Linked DNA regions of Mus musculus: region 2 is linked to region 1. A link is a contact called in public Hi-C data. All regions are on one chromosome and are shown on one strand. Each heading gives the region's core, a stretch centred on a gene start, on an enhancer-like site or on the middle of the called end of the contact. The rest is flanking DNA. Distances are from core to core; before and after follow the strand shown. Region 1 overlaps Gm46455 (a long non-coding RNA gene). Region 2 has its middle 90 kb from the start of Gm52145.

Region 1 (5,040 bases), core at 862-3,361:
TAATTGATTGACAGACACTTAGATTAGTAAAGCATACTCCGGTATATGTCTGTGAGCATGTTCCAGAGAGACTCTTCAGAGAAGATCTGCCATGAATGTGGGCAGCACCACCCAATACAAGCTGAGTGTCCAGAAGGAGTAAAAGGTATGATGGTTTTAGTAAAAATGGCCCCATAGGCTCATATATTTGAATGCTTGGTCATCAGGGAGTGGCGCTACTTGAGAAGGATTAGGAGGTGTGGCCTTGTTGGAGGTAGTGTGTCACTGGTGGGGTGAACTTTGGGGTCTCCCTTTCTCTTCCTGCACGGGAATCTGGATGGAAAACTCTCAGCTACTTCTCCAGCATCACCCCTGCCTATCTGCTCCCATGCTTCCTGCCATGATGAAAATGAGCTCAAACCGTAAGCCGGGCCTGGTTAAATGTTTTCTGTATAAGTGCCCCAAGGCCTATGAGAGAGTGTTTGGGAGAGGGTGGAGATGGCCTGAGGAGGACGCTTTTTAGAGCAGTCTGCGAGTGCAGGACCTGGAGACACAGCTTCCTGATACAATGCTACCTCAACTCAGGACCCCCGGGTCCTGAGGTGTAGCTTATTCCCCAGGAATCCCCTAGGGCATCCCCGATTCCTTTATCCATTCTTCAACCGTGGAGTTCTCTCCCTTCTCGCTTTGCAGAAGGTCTGGGCCCCCACTCCCATCCTGCCTCTCCCGGGCCTGCGCAGAGAAGCAAAGGTTCTGCGCCCCCTTCTCCTCGTCCTCCCAACGCCCAGCCACCTTGGCCATTAGCCCTTGCTGATTCCCGCATGACACACAGTGCCAATCACACTCAGGCCCTCCTCCTGCAGCGTGGCCACCGCAGGATCCACATTCCGCTATTCACAGGGGCCGATGACCACATGGACTCCATCCTAGGCCAGACTTTGGGCACTGGCAAAGCCAATCCTGCAGGCCGGCAGAATACAAATGAGCCTCGCCCCTAGGGCTCCAGCACCTTCTTGGAAATCTACAAAGATGTAGATAACCTGATCTACACGTCTGAGTCTTTCCACGGAGACCAAGGTCCGTCCGTGTAAGAGGTTAAGACTCCGGGAGATGAGATCACTCATCTGCCATGGACCCTGTGAACACAGCCGCATGCTTAGCCAGGCCTCTGCTCTCCACTGCTCAGCATCCTCAGAGAGCCCAGTGCTTGGGTGAGACAGGCACCCTTGGGGCCAAACCACTACTCGGAGCATGGTGAACAGGCCGGATACTGCTGGATCCTGCTACCCGGAGGAAAGAGTCCATTTCCACTTCATGGTGGTGACATTAATGAGACAGTCTCCTACCTCCAACCCACACACACCCCACACACACACCTCTTAGGCAGCCAAGGCTGCCAGCAGAGGGTAACAGGAAGCCCAGCTAGACAGAGTGAATCTCTAATTCCTGTGTCTCAGGTCAGGAAATGGGTCCATGAAAACCTCACAGCTATAAAATTGACACATAAGAGCTGGATCTCTGGGGCCGAGTATTTGCCTGGTGCATGTGAGCCCCGAGCTCCATCTCTAGCACCCAAGAAATTGGAAAGGGGAAGGAAAGGAAGAGGATGAGAGGGGAGGGTGGAGGAAGAAAGGAAGGGAAGGAAAAAAAGAATAAGAATAAAACAAGGTTCCATATAAGGCAGCGAATTAGCAGCCCTTCTGGTTCCACTGAATAAAAGAAAAGTAGTCAGGGTAATAAACAATAATCTCTATTCCTAAAAGAGGTAATAACTGAACAATGAACTTAATGATCCAGGTGAGAACCCCCACAAGGAAGCAGGCAGGAGAGCCCATGAACAAGTCCGCAGCACATGGCTAGGGTGTTAAGGCCAAGATCAGCAGGAGGTGCGGCAAAATGTGCCCTCCCCAACACCAGCGATGCCACAGAACAACTAACAGGAGAAGGAGTGAGACCAAGGGCTGGACAAATGGCAGGAGAGAGACAGGGGACTACATGGGCTGTAAAGTGGAACACGCAGAAGCCTGAAGCGGGAATTCTCTGCGGAGCTCGATGAACTGGGAGCAGGAAGAGGGAAGCGCTGAGGCTGCCTATACCACAGGCAGAGAGAAAGAAGGATTAGAGCAAGCTGTGAAGCTGGAGGCTAAAGTGTGACAGGTGCAGCCCCAAACAGAGATGCCCTGCATGCTGGCCTCCAGCTGACTCCGTTGAAGCCTTCAGGAAAAGGTTTCCTATTCACGCAGAGAGAGCAATACTAAAGGAAAATCTGTCTCCTCCCCCCCCCCGCCCCTTCCCACACCCCTTGCCCCTCGCCCCCCACCCCCCAGCCAAGCTCCTAAAACAAGCCCAGGGTTCCAGGAAATCTGCTGCTGGTGAGATTCAGAAAAGCAGGTAATAGGAATGGGTCCCCTCAGACTCCCACTTCCCACTTTCTGATCCATTTAAATGTCTGCCTTATCGCTTGCTGTTGAGCGTCCCCTAGGTTGTAAGTACTTACACATTTAAAAGGGAGGCCAAAGGGGACATGTAAAGGTAAAAATACTTATTAAGTTTTTCAAGCTGTCTGTTCCCATCTGCGGATACACATAAATTGAGTGTGGGTATATGCTTTTGTGCAATTCGGCTCCCAAACGGAGACAGGGGAAATTCAGGCACCTTCCTTGGCCAGCCTGATTTTGCTTGATCATAAATGCAGAGTGTCATGTACCTATGATCTTTATTAACTTACAGATATCATAGAGTCACCCTTCAAGATCAGATGTCCTTTTGATGCAAGAGGAACTTGTAAAAATAAAATTGATGCTATAAAGGATGTACTAATAAACTTGCTTAGCAAATATTAAGTTATCAATTAAAGAAAGAAAGAAAAATGGCTCCAGAAGATGAGGCTGTACTCAAGCCTATAGGACATTTTTTTAATTAGTGATTGATGCAGAGGACCCAGCCCATTGTGGGTGGTACCATCCCCGGGCTGGTGATCCTGGGATCTATAATAAAACAGGCTGAGCAAGCCATGAGGAGCAAGCCAGTAAGCAGCACCCTTCTATAGCTCCTGCATCAGCTCCTGCCTCCAGGTTCCTGGCCTACTTGAATTCCCATCCTGACTTCCTTCAGTGATGAACAGCAATGAGCAAGTGTAAAGCCCAATCAACCCTTAACAAACCCAGAGATGCCTCTGCCTCTGCCTCCCTCTGCCTCTGCCTCCCTGCCTCTGCCTCCCTGCCTCTGCCTCTCTGCCTCTGCCTCTGCCTCTGCCTCTGCCTCTGCCTCTGCCTCTGCCTCTGCCTCTGCCTCTCTGCCTCTGCCTCTCTGCCTCTGCCTCTCTGCCTCTGCCTCTCTGCCTCTGCCTCTGCCTCTGCCTCTGCCTCTGCCTCTGCCTCTGCCTCTGCCTCTGCCTCTCTGCCTCTGCCTCTCTGCCTCTGCCTCTCTGCCTCTGCCTCTGCCTCTGCCTCTCTGCCTCTGCCTCTCTGCCTCTGCCTCTCTGCCTCTGCCTCTCTGCCTCTGCCTCTGCCTCTGCCTCTCTGCCTCTGCCTCTCTGCCTCTGCCTCTCTGCCTCTGCCTCTCTGCCTCTCTGCCTCTGCCTCTCTGCCTCTGCCTCTGCCTCTGCCTCTGCCTCTGCCTCTGCCTCTGCCTCTGCCTCTGCCTCTGCCTCTGCCTCTGCCTCTCTGCCTCTGCCTCTCTGCCTCTGCCTCTCTGCCTCTCTGCCTCTGCCTCTGCCTCTGCCTCTGCCTCTGCCTCTGCCTCTGCCTCTCTGCCTCTGCCTCTCTGCCTCTGCCTCTCTGCCTCTGCCTCTCTGCCTCTGCCTCTGCCTCTGCCTCTGCCTCTGCCTCTGCCTCTGCCTCTCTGCCTCTGCCTCTCTGCCTCTGCCTCTCTCTCTCTCTGCCTCTGCCTCTCTGCCTCTGCCTCTCTGCCTCTGCCTCTCTGCCTCTCTGCCTCTCTGCCTCTCTGCCTCTCTGCCTCTCTGCCTCTCTGCCTCTCTGCCTCTCTGCCTCTCTGCCTCTCTGCCTCTCTGCCTCTCTGCCTCTCTGCCTCTCTGCCTCTCTGCCTCTCTGCCTCTGCCTCTGCCTCTGCCTCTCTGCTTCTCTGCCTCTGCCTCTGCCTCTGCCTCTGCCTCTCTGCCTCTGCCTCTCTGCCTCTCTGCCTCTCTGCCTCTCTGGGTACACTGATTCTTTTTAAACTCACTAATCTTGGAACCTAGAGCCCTTGAAGACTCATAGTTAAAATGAATGAATTTGGTTCAATTCCCAGCACCCACACTTTAGATAGAGGTTCCCAGTTTCTTCATGGGTTGTATTTATGGTTAATGTTTATTTTGGTAGTAAAAAGAACTTGAATTTCAAAAACCGTTGTTTCTTAAAACTCAGAATCTTAGCAAAGTTAAGTTACCTTAGTTAAAATCCTAATCTTATGGGAGCTTCTTGTTTATTATAAACTGTTTTAAAAAAACAATGGCAATTAAAATATAAAAGTTAATAAACATTCACCTTATAAGTGATTAAATGTCTTTGATATGCCTAGAACTGTACTTATAGTCATATCTAATATAAATGTTATCTATTGATAGAGACAAGATTGGAGGAAGAGGACAGTTTATCTCTCTCACAATACAGACTTCTGTAAAAATAAAACCTGGTTATGGAAAATGGATTAAATGCACACACCCTGATCCTGCATGGCACTGCATCCTGGTCCTGCATGGCACTGCATCCTGTCTCAAGTATATCTAAGCTCACCACACAACTAGCATGGACCTCCACAGCAGTCTAGTTGGCCATTCCTTTATCCAGGCCTTCCATTCTCCCCCTCTTAGTAAACCTAATCCCAATGTTGAGAGATCAATATACCTAATTCTATACATCCCAGGGCAATTTCCAATAAAGATAATACAGAGGCTCTGCCATATGACCAGCTGAACTACGGACATTCATTCAAACACTAAGTTACAGGTGTCATCATTTGGCTCCATCACACAAGGAAAACTGCCCTGGAAATAGGGGCCTATACCAAATAACTCACTTTAGTCCCATTCCCTGCCTCCCTTACAACACAAGACTTCTGAGT
Region 2 (5,040 bases), core at 1,792-4,291, 180 kb before region 1:
TACATAAAATAAATAAATCTTTTTTAAAAACCAGATCCACATCCCCTTGTCCTATTTACCATCGTTTCTCCCTACTTTTGGATGGTGGGCTAGAAGGTATGTTGAAGAATTTCAGAACCCTTATTAAAAGTAAATTTTGAGTCTTCCACTAGCAGCCTTCTGATGAAGATATAGACCTCTCAGCTCCTCCTGCACCATGGCTGTCTGGATGCTGCCATGCTCCTACCTTGATGATAATGAACTGAACCTCTGAACCTGTTAAAACTTGTTTCTTAAATGAGATGCCACATCAGCACTGGACTCATGGAGACTGAACATTTATTCAGAAATCCATCGAAGTTGCTATACCCTGCTGCAGACCATGTCTAACAGTAACACTACTCAGGAGACTCTGGAAATAATGAAAGAATCAGAAAAAAAACTGGTGGAAGAATTTGTAAACAAAATAAATTTATATATAAACTCCAAGTAAGGAAGAAGTTGGGAAGGAGGATGGAGAGAACGGTCTGCATCAGGAGACACAGAGACAGACATCCAGTCATGGCCATGCCAGGAAAAGAGCCATGTCTAATTCCAAGTTCAAGTTCAAGGTGTACAGTCTGGCAGTATGTGAGAAATCCTTCACTCCATTTGCCGATGGCCCACTAGACACCCAGAATGCAATTCAACTGCACAGCACAACTGCCACTCTGACAGGAGGAAGAAAAGTCCACAAAAGATGTCTCTGAAAAGGAAGACAAGGACAAAAGCAAAGAAAAGGTCCCGAGGAAGATGCTATCCAGAGACTCCAGCCAAGAACATACCGACTCCACCGAAATAGAGCTACATGAATTTCTTGTAAATACACTGAAAAAGAACCCAAGGGACAGAATGCTGCGGCTAAAGTTAGAGCAAGAGATTCTGGACTTCATCGGTGACAATAACCAGTTCAAGAAGCTCCCTCAAATGACCTCGTATCACCGGATGCTGTTACACCGAGAGGCTGCCTATTTTGGGACGGACCACAATGTTGATCAAACAGAGAAAGCTGTCATCATCAACAAAACCACCAACATGGGGATCCCTGAACAGGGGTTCTCAGAACATATAAAAGATGAGAAGCATACAGAATTTTAACAGAGATTCATTCTCAAGAGCGATGATGCCAGTATGGACTGAGATGGTAACCAGATGAAAGTTCTATTGCAGTGTGGAAGGAGAAGCAAGTCAATAGAAGAGAGAGGAGGAATATTAAAGGGTCTGAGAGAGAGAGTACTTGCCTGACAGACTGGCCAGAATGGATATCTAAATGACATCAGGGGAAACCGGGAAGGGCTGAGCAGCACATCAAGCAGCCAACATAGCAGCACAGAGAGCGAACTCAAATCCCTGGAGCCATGGTCTTGGAGCGGCACAGACTCAGATGGCATTGTCCACAGTATGCGACCACCTGTCACCAAAGCCAGCAGCTTCAGTGGAATCTCCATCTTCATCTTCCAAGGTGACAGCATTGGCAGCAGTGCAGGCGACAGTGCAGGCCAGGCATGGCACTAGGTGCCTCTCAAGTATGCTACCAGGTCACTTTACCCCAGTCTGTCTGGGACCTTCTTCCTTGTACTGCCCAGCAGCAGCAGCAGCAGCAACAGCAGCAGCAACAACAACACCTTCCTGCTCTCCCACCCACTCCCCAACAACAGCCGCCCTTGAATAATCACATGGTTTCACAGGCGGAAGACCTCAGCAGTAACCCCTTTGGACAAATGAAGAATGACATGAGGATTTTGATTGAGACTGTCCTGACTTTCTGAATTTCTCCTGGTAATTTGGTCATTTCTGATGATAATGATTCTACCTGTGCGTGAGCATAGGAGGTCTTACCACCTTTTCCTGTCTTCTTCACTTCCTTGGTTAGGGTTGCCCGAAGGTATTTTTTGAGGCTATTTGGAATGGAACTTCCCCCTGACTTATTTCCCTGTGGATCTATCATTAGCAAAGAAAAAAAAAAAAAAGGATGGCTTGTTGTATGTTGGCTTTGTATCCCACCACTTTACTGAAAGTATTAATCCATTCTAGGAGTTTTCTGGCGAAGTCATTAGGATCTTCATAGCATCATATAATTTGGTTTGAATAAGGATGGCCCCACAGGATCGTATACTTGCATGCTTGTTTTTCAGTTGGTGGAACTGTTTGGGAAGGACTAGAAGGTGTGGACTCGAAGGAGGTGTGTCACTGGGGGTAGGCTTTGAGGTTTCAAAAGCTCATGCCATTGACAATGTCTCTTTCTCTTTGCCTCATACCTGTGGATCAGATGTTAATTCTCAGGCTCCACCAGAGCCTTATCTGCCTGCCTGCTGACTGCTCCCCTCACCATGATGTTCATGGACTCCCTCTCTGAAACTATAATTTCTAAATAAACTCTTTGGTCTATGTTGCCTTGGTCATGGTGTTTCATCATAGTAATAGTAAAAGTAACTGAGACAGAAGTCCAGAGACTGAGCTATTTCTGTGACAGACCCGACCATATTGTGTTTGTTTGTTTGTTTGTTTGTTTTTTGCTTTGGAGAAATGGAGACTATTTTGGACTAAGAAAGCAATTGAATGCTGTAAGCAGGATGTTAATGGGCCATTCCAGTAGGAACTTAGGTGGCTGAGAGCAGAAGCCTCAGAGGCTCTCAAAACAACACAGGCTCCTGCCATTCTTTTTGGTCGCCCAATGGAACGAGTTCAAAAGACCCTATTGCTGATGACACTACACATCTTTATTGTAAGGTATAAACAAATCAAGTTGGAAGTGACCTGGACGATTCCTTCCTGCTGGATGGCTCTCACAGTCTCAGGACAGGATGGCAGGCTACTAGGGGAGAAAATCTTACCCAACTATGAATCCCGTGAACTGCAATGCCAACTTGCCAGGCAAGATGTACTCACTGGTACAATCATGGTATGGCTATTATTAGGATAATCATGAGTCTTGGCTTGGATAAGAGGCCCACACCACAGGAAAGAATTCATGCCAGGCTCTGTAAACCCAGCCAAAAGTCCATGGCTGAGGAGGCGTTAGATCCCACTGAAAGAGCTTACTGTTGTGTAGCCAAATTGAGATGGCCCCAAAATGCCTTCTAAGCTTAATGTGCATATCCACAAAGAAATGTCAGTCAGAGAAGCTGCTCTTCATGACGAATGATGGAGGATGCTGGGACTCACGGGTGCTTTAGGTGCTGAGAATAGGGAAAGTCAAGTATTAACCCGTATGCAGGATGTTTATATCATCCTCTGTATGGCTCAGAGAACATTGTGGAAGAGAAGACAGAAAAGAGAAAGAAGGGCTCTGAATTCCATCTTCTAGCATGATGTAGCTATTGCAATCACGCACTGAATATACAGAGGACTGCATCTGGCAACAGCCAATCATTGATTAGGGATGGGCTCAGGAGGGGGTACCTCTCTCTCTGCTGAGTTATTGGCTACTGGTGGATTCTGGGGGTAGGGAGCAGTCATTATTTTAAGTCATGTATCCAACAGGCACATGAACAGTTCCAAACCTCTGGTCACAGATGATTTCGTTTCAACTCAGAGGGTCACAAACCAAAGCAAGAATGCATGATATTATAAAGGAACTAACAAAAAGAGGTTTATGTTGACAGAGGTGGGAGTGAGGGGGCTGAGAGTAACCACAATGCATTTTATGTGTATGGAATTATCAAAGAGAAGATTTAATTAAAAAACATATTAAAAAAAGAAATAGGAGAAACAGATAAAATGCAAATGCCCTTTCTTATATTTTTGGTTGTCACCCTAACCTTTAACTGCAGAGTCGTCTCTCCAGCCCAGCGATGCCCTGTCTAACAGCAGATTTTGTTATGCAGACTGACTGAGTTAAACAGGCAAGCTGTAAAAATGCCCCTGGTATGGTGGGTTTGGGACCCTGTTCTAAGAGATACTTGTATACTAAAGAGTAAATGAAGGTACAGAGCAGGGAAGAAAAAAAAATTAAAGTGACACAGAAATAGAGAGAAGGAGGGACTGGAGGGTGAGGGAAGAGGACAGGACAAAGAGGAGGAGGAGGGACAAGGAAGGAGGACTGAAAGAGAGGATGGGAGGAGAAAAGGGAGAAGGGAAATGGGAAGGAGGAGGGGTGAAGGGAGGAGGAGGGAAAGGAAGGGGAAGATGAAGGAAGGAGGAGGAGTCAGTATAAAAGGGATGAAGGATGTAAGCAACTACACTCTCTGACCTCACACAAGGCTGGCAAAGCGGGTTCTGGTTCCTACCAGAGGCTTCATGCCTCTTCCTGCCCATGCCCTTCATGCAGACACAGATGAGATATTTGATAAAGGTCCGCTTTCTAACCATTATCACAGAGAAACTAAGTAGTTCCTGTCTGGCCAAATGGTGTGACTCTTTAGAGGGTATGAGTCTCTCAAGACTCAACTGGGCAGTGGGGTCCTCTGCTTGTTGCTATGAGGGGCTGGATCTCTTACTTGTGGCTCAGACCTCAGGGACTAGCCCCAGGGATCTACCTAAGGTGCTTTCTCCATTTGTGAAGGCAGGAGGGCACAGGTATGTAGCTTAATGGAGTTCTGCATGGACAGGCTGGAATGTAGAGGATATTAGGACCTCCGCATAAGGAACAGTAAGGGCCCTGGTAGGAAAAATCCCATCTTCCCTTCTACCAAGTTTTCTAATGCATTCTGCCCCTCTGCCCTACTTTCTGAAATTCTTCAGTGAGATGAGACATCTTTGAATTGTATGCTGGTAGGAATCCAGCAAAGGAAAGGAGACTGCACTTACATTATGCCTCAGAATCTCCTCCTTAGATCCTCCTCCTCCTCCACCACCTCTTCCTCCTCCCCTTCCTCCTCTTCCTCCTCCCCTTCCTCCTCTTCCTCCTCCTCCTCCTCCTCCTCCTCCTCCTCCTCCTCCTCCTCCTCCTCCTTCTTCTCTCTCTCTCTCTCTCTCTCTCTCTCTCTCTCTCTCTCTCTCTCTCTCTTAAACTGAAGCAAGTTCTCCCTATGTTGACTGGTTGGAAGTTGCTCTGTAAACCATGATGGCCTGGAGGATTTG

Evidence for each region. Hi-C and Micro-C count contacts between places; a contact is called where the count stands out from the background.
Region 2: a contact with region 1 is called in a Hi-C map of cerebellar granule neurons, with 2.1 times the contacts expected there. The contact joins two enhancer-like sites. A contact is called at or near these places in 6 of 484 Hi-C or Micro-C datasets (cerebellar granule neurons, cerebellum, myocytes and 2 more) and 1 of 115 datasets of contacts at active chromatin or transcription factors (embryonic stem cells).

What each region holds. Positions count from the first base shown.
Region 1 is chr14:55,165,607-55,170,646 of GRCm38.p6, reverse strand. The region is part of intron 1 of Gm46455 (a long non-coding RNA gene); the gene reads right to left. Among named protein-coding and RNA genes, the nearest start is that of Gm23596, 6.5 kb to the right of the region's middle. Within about 2 kb of position 2,111, at least 4 of the 459 cell types and tissues checked have an H3K27ac peak or open chromatin away from gene starts, as enhancers often do. A contact at or near this core is called in cerebellar granule neurons and cerebellum, where this site is marked.
Region 2 is chr14:55,346,247-55,351,286 of GRCm38.p6, reverse strand. It overlaps the pseudogene Gm6852. Among named protein-coding and RNA genes, the nearest start is that of Gm52145, 90 kb to the left of the region's middle. Within about 2 kb of position 3,041, at least 7 of the 459 cell types and tissues checked have an H3K27ac peak or open chromatin away from gene starts, as enhancers often do. A contact at or near this core is called in cerebellar granule neurons and cerebellum, where this site is marked.